2 separate regions of the Mus musculus genome follow, and region 2 is linked to region 1. Evidence: chromatin contacts called from public Hi-C data. All regions are on one chromosome and are shown on one strand. The core of a region is the stretch at or near the end of the contact, and the rest is flanking DNA. Distances in the headings are between cores, read along the strand shown.

The links. Hi-C and Micro-C count contacts between places; a contact is called where the count stands out from the background.
Region 2: a contact with region 1 is called in a Hi-C map of B cells, with 6 read pairs. The contact joins the promoter of Septin2 here to the promoter of Ncl in region 1. A contact is called at or near these places in 1 of 39 promoter capture datasets (maxillary cranial neural crest) and 2 of 484 Hi-C or Micro-C datasets (B cells and CD4 T cells).

Annotation. Positions count from the first base shown.
Region 1 is chr1:86,358,166-86,361,313 of GRCm38.p6, reverse strand. It overlaps Ncl (nucleolin), which reads left to right and starts at 1,859. Exons shown (of 14, transcript NM_010880.3): 1 at 1,859-2,108; 2 at 3,091-3,148. The coding sequence starts at 2,091. C130036L24Rik (RIKEN cDNA C130036L24 gene) reads right to left here and starts at 1,730. Exons shown (of 2, transcript NR_015507.3): 1 at 1,307-1,730.
Region 2 is chr1:93,477,281-93,480,351 of GRCm38.p6, reverse strand. It overlaps Septin2 (septin 2), which reads right to left and starts at 1,359. Exons shown (of 13, transcript NM_010891.2): 1 at 1,284-1,359. It also overlaps a transcript of Hdlbp not described here.

The sequences.
Region 1 (3,148 bases), core at 610-3,109:
GTAACCCCCAGTGCTGGAGTTGTTAGTTATATGCTGCCACCCCATGCTTTCTACAGGGATATTGGGGATCCAATATGATATGGTTATATTCAATTATAATTTGTATAAGCATCACACATGGATTAGGTGTTGATTCCACAGAAACACCAAATCCTGCAAGCTGTCCCTGCTGCTGGTGCACTCAAACTTCTGTTCACTCCAGTTAGCAAGTAATTTCCAACACTATCATATGCCAGGCAATGCTTTAGGTACCAAGAATAAAGCAGACAACAGTCTGTGCTGTCTGGGGAAGGGGCAAATGAACAATAAATGGCCAAGAAAAGTACTAGGCAGCTGATATCTGAGAGTGTAACTAACCTTGGGTGCAAGCAGAGGTCTCTTAGTGGCACTGTACACCAGAGGGCTGAGGATAGCCCATACAGATAGATTGGATTGACAAAGGAAGCCATGTCACCCAAGTCATTTCACACTCACAGCTCATCTTCTTGTCTCCTCCCGAATGCCTTTAGCTTGCTCTGCTTGGAAATATCTAGAGTCTTCCTCACACCACCCTTCCTACCTCTCTACCCAAGAGTCTCCCTTGGTTCCATAATATACAGTACAAGGTGTGACCGGTCTCGCTATAAAGACAATGCCCCCACACCACAACTCGGGTTCGCCATCTCCTGCCCTGACAAGAGCGCACTGGTGTGTAGCTGTGGCTGCCCTCCACCGCGTTGGGAAGGCCGTAGTAAGTAAGCATCACACAGTGACTATTTCTACTTATCTCCAAAGGCCCGAGTTCAGATAAAAAAACTTGGGGACTCAACACATCCCACTCGCATTAAAATCTCCCGAGGTTGAAGTCAGGTATGATGGCATATGACTTTAATCACAGCACTAGGGAGGCAGGGGGATCTCTGAGTTCAAGGCCAGCCTGGACTACAGCGTGAGTCCCAGGGCAGCCAGGAATACACAGAGAAAACCTGTCTCATAAAATAACATCTCCTAGGTCGGGCCAGGCGTGCCGATACAGGTCGAGGCTAACATGGTCTACATGTGTGCTCTAGGACAGTAAAGAATAAAGTCCTATCTCAACTCCGGACGAAAACTCCACAGGTCATTTCTAGTGGATGTTGTTAGCTGATGAAGGGCGCCTGTGTGCTATGCTTGGAACCAGTTGGTTGCAATCCATTTAAAGCAACGCCAGACAACTCTCTCGTTCCCCCCGCCATGGAGGGAACCTGTGAGCGTGGTCACAGGCGGGCCGAGTACTTCTCCCCACCACACCAGGAAGTCACCTCTCTGAACCTGGAGTTATACCTACCGCGAGAGGTCACCGACATTACATGGATCGCTTGTGCACTGCTCGTACACACACACACGCACAACTGCTTTTATTAGGAGCTCTCAGGAAAGCGGGGACTCGCATCATAGCCAAGAAGCCGTTCGCGACTCCGCGGAGAACAGGCCGAGGCCCGCTCATCAGCCCGAGGGAACCCTAGGCCTTCCGGCGTTCTTCAGCAGGACCACGCGGCGCGGGGGAAAGCACCGAGAAACGCCCAGACCACCTGAGCATCGCCGCCCATGCTGCCTCGGAACACCTGAGGGAATCCGGGCCACGCCGCCACCTACCCGCGCCTCACACACAAGCCGCGCCAAACTCGCCCGTCCCACTGCGCAGGCGTGGGGAGAGCCCGGCGCTCAGGAGCATTCAAAGGACCCGCACACTGACCAGTCAACGTCCGCCTGGGCCCAAACGAGTCCCGCCCTCAGGAGCAGACGTCAGGCCCCGCCCCTAAGAGCCCCGCCCTCGTCAAGCCTTAGGCCCGCCTCACGCTGCCCCGCGTTAAGGCTCGCGGTTGGCTCCGGGGACGGACGCGAGCTCTGGTTGGTGGAGCCGAAGTCACGAGGACCCCCTTCGTCGCCTTTCCAGAGGCGATTACTGGGCAGGCTCAGTCTTTTGCCTCAGACGCTAGCTGTAGCTGGCAGGCGGTTGTACGTGCTCCAGAGTCGTCGGTACCCGCTACTGCAGTCGCTTTCGTGTGGCTTCCGCTGAGCTCTTCCGAGCTGCTCGCTCTCCACACGCGCCGCCGCCGTAATCCGCCACCATGGTGAAGCTCGCAAAGGTAAGAGGCCTTGGCGCGCCGACGCGGACGACTAGGCCCCTGCTTTCGGAGGGACGCGCGCGCGCCCGCCCGTCCGTCGCGGAGGGGAGGAGGGCTTGCGCGCAATCCCGGGCGCGTTCGAGGGCGCCATGCTGGGGGGGAAAGTCTCGCGCGACTAGCGGGAGGTCTCGCGGTGCTTGCCCTCTGACTTAGGGGGATGAGAAGAGCGGAGGCAGGTTTCCGGGAGGGCGATATCGAGGGTTCGGATGTAGCGGGCGGGAGGGGACGGTGTGAGGAGAGATCGGAGGAGCTGAGAGCGGATAGGGGCACGGCGTGGGAAGAGAGGGCCAACCTTAGGCGGCGAGCGGTCCCGGGGCCCCGCCTCCCCGCGCACGTGCTCTGGTGCGCGGCCCGCCACGTGCTCTGCGGAGCCCCGCACGTGTCGCGCGACCCGGGGCAGTGGGGGAGTGTCTGTAGTACCCCGGAAAGGGGGACGGCAGCGTGGGGATGGATGGGTGGCCCGGCGATCTGCTGTCTCTGCCGGTGACCGGGATGGACACGTGGTGGACCCCTGAGGTGGCGGCGTGGTGACTCCACGTGGTGGGGCTGGAAGCGAGAGAAAGTGGGAAGCAGTTGGGTTACGTGGTGCTGCTTTAAGAGGTGATTTCGAGATACCCCCTTCCCCAGCAAATAACTTAAAGGGATCCCTTTAACTGGGTTTTTTTTTTTTTTTTTTTTTTTTTTTTGTGGAAGATGCCAGAAAATAGATGGCCACGACTAGGAGACTTTATAACCTGTGGCTGTTTCTTGGTGTAGAGTTCTGTCTGCTCAGTTATCTGTGAGAAGGAAAAAAAAATTATGCGCGGTTCGCAGAAAAAACTGCCAGGAGAATGCCATGCCTGGCCAAGAAGAAGTCTTTATGCTTGTGTCCTTTAGTAAGAAAAAGGTGGTGGCCAAAGGCAAAGTGACTGAAAATGCGTGCAATTTTTGTGTGCGTTTGTAGGCTGGCAAAACCCACGGTGAGGCCAAGAAAATGGCTCCTCCTCCAAAGGAGGTGGAAG
Region 2 (3,071 bases), core at 110-2,609, 7.1 Mb before region 1:
TACCAGAAAAGCCATTGAAAATAAGGAGTCTCAAATTAGAAGCATCATGAAGAAACAGCCTTTATGACCTCTTCAAAACTCCTGTTTTTCCTTATGTTAACAAGACGGATTTTAAAAATGTATCTAAGATACTAAAACAATTTTCACTACTAAGGAAAAAAAAAAAAAAACAAAAAACCTAAGTTTTTTTTCTAGACAGGGTTTCTCTGTATAGCCCTGGCTGTCCTGGAACTCACTTTGTAGACCAGTCTGGCCTCGAACTCAGAAATCCATCTGCCTCTGCCTCCCAAGTGCTGGGATTAAAGGCGTGCGCCACCACGCCCGGTTGAAAACCTAAAACTTAAATCCCTTGATAGACAGTAGGGACCCCAATATTTGACGCCAGAGAAACACTTAAACCGTCTAAAGGATATCGAATCCAGTGAGAGTCCTAACTAATAACAAGCAGCGAACAGGAACTACACAACAGATAAACATTAGACAGAGAATGTTCGAGATTAACTGCGCTCCAGACACGAGGAGTAAACTGGGTTAAAACCAGCCATAGAGACCACAACGGTCTGAACTAGAAGTTCTATGTGTTGAAAGTCTGGAAACGTAGTACAGGACAAGGCAAGGCGCCACTAACAAATGAGGCCGGAAGATACAAAAGGGCCAGGCGTGGTCTGGGCCTGCGGTCCGCTTCAGAGTTAGACTTCATGGCTTCTCAGTCAAAGGCCTCCACTCCATGCTCCCTTTCCCGTGTCACTTACAGGGCTGCAGCCCTTTGTCTAGCGTCGCACTACCTCGGGGAAGGCCACAGCAGACAAACCACTCCATAACGCTCCTGTCACTGCCTTAAATTGGGGAACTTCATTAACATCCCAGGGTGACTAGTCCTTTTCATCCCTAGGACGAAATGGCACCGTTACGTGGGAAGATGGCCCCGCAAGTGCTTCGTAGATGTGAACCTAACGCCCGACTCTCCACCACATAGTATTTGGACTGTGCGCCATAACTTCACTGGGCCCAGCCACGCCCGCCCCAATGCCCTGGACCTGGCCAGCAGGATCACCCAGATGGGGGCCGCCCGTCCAGTTGTCCTCGAAGGGACGACGCCAGCCAGGCATCCATCGCTGGAGCCCCGGACTAAGGGTGCGGCCGCCCCTCCCCCACGCGCTCACTTCCGTACCCGTTATCACCGCCTAGGCGGCCCGGGCGAGGGCAGAACTCTAGCCCTTTCTCAGGACAGCCAGCTCAACTCGAGCCCGCGCGACAGTGGGTACACATTGCCACACACTTACCCGCTCACACGCCGGAGAACGCTCGTCAGGCGAGAGCACGGACCTGCCCCGCCCAGTAGAGCGCGCGCGAACAGATGGCGTCATCGCGCCGTCCCGCCCCTTGCCAACTCCTTCCTGGGCCCCGAGTAGTCCCCTCCTCCGCGGTTGCATGCAGAGCGCAAGCGTGGACGCGATCCTGCCGTCCGCCTCTGCGCAGGCGCTGTGCCCCTCCCACGGCGGTTGGCCATATAGAGGCTGGGGGCGGGGGGAGGTCAAGCGTAGCCTCTTCTCCTTTACCAAGATGGCGTCTTGTTCCTGTTTCGCCACAGTTCCTACCTTATGAGCTTGGATTCCTCACGCTAATAAAAGAGGAGCAGGTAACGAGATTCTCCGCTTTATGGGAAACTAGAGTTGTGGGAAGGATATTTACTAAGGAGGAATAAGGTGTCCATTGAGAGCGAGAGACGACCGGGGGCGGGCAGGTGGCAGCGTGAGTGCGGAGCAGTGAAGGGGAGGGAGCCCTTTGCCTCTATCCTTTCCTCCTGGAAGATGGCGGCAGCACCGAGCTAGGAACACCGAGCCGGGATAGGCGGGCGCTTGTGACTTGCCGGCGGGCATCTCTAGCCGCCTCTGCGGCCGTCTCTATGGCGGGCTGTCGTCCCGGGATTGGCTACGTGCTGGTCACGTGGGTCTCCCCCCCCCCATGCACACCATAGAGTGGTGCCTGTCCCTGGGGACGTGGCCTTCCTGTGTGGTCGTGAGCCCATGCCCCGCGGGGGAGGGCGGAGCCGGCACGGCCCCCTACCCTCTTTCAGACTGGGGCGGGCGGAGAGATCTGCGGCATGCCCTGCTCTCTGCGACCGGCTTGAAGCTGGCTGGGAAGGTGCAGTACTGGGCTGCGGCCTGGCTCGGGTTGTCCTTCCCTTCAATCGCAGGAGGTCCCCTGGCTGGTCAGCGATCGTAAACTCCTACCTTAGGCCTTTCACCAAGGCCTTTCTATAGGAAAACACCCTAGAGTACCTCCCCAGAGAAGAAACAGCAATCGCGCAACCCTAGTGGGTGATATGCACAGTGTCGGTATTCCGAACTGTTCTGACACATGCCTTGTTGTGAGGGAGTGGTTTTTTTGTGCGTTATTACTTTGAGTAAAGTATCCCAGTGCTCGAGGCTACACTGCATATCCTGTCTGAATTAGAAGATTGGAGGGTCGACTGGGCATGTGTTTGCATACGATATAACTGAACCAAAGGAGACTGTCTTGGGTTTTATTATCTTTACAGACAAGGATAAAGCATGGGGAAAATTGGAGGGTTATAATCTTCACTTACAACTTGGCTCGCCCTTCAGCTTTGGGTTTTGCTAGTCACCTTAAGCTCTCAAACAATGACTTCACATATTTGTTGGTGTCCATTTAAAGAGCCACTTTCTTAGTAACTTTCTGAAGCCCAGTTAAACCAGTCACAAAATTTTGTTTGAAGCTAGTAGTAGCTACAAGCTAAATTTCTATTATGGAATCGGGTGTGAATAGGAAAACACTGGGTGAAACCTATTGCTTAAGCTTACGTTTTGAAGATTTAAAGTACCCATAGGCTAAATTTGTTAATTATGTTAGCTATGGGGATACTTAAAAGCAGTCATTTAATGTAGCTCTAAAAGGGGCTTTGGGCTTTTGTTTTGTTTTTAAGTGAATTACTACTTATGGATTCAAAACAACTCTTAACCTATTATGACATCTTTAAACTTAGAGATAATGGAGCATATCTTTTCCAGTCTCAGAAATAGTATTTTTGAAAACCAGTTAAGTAATTT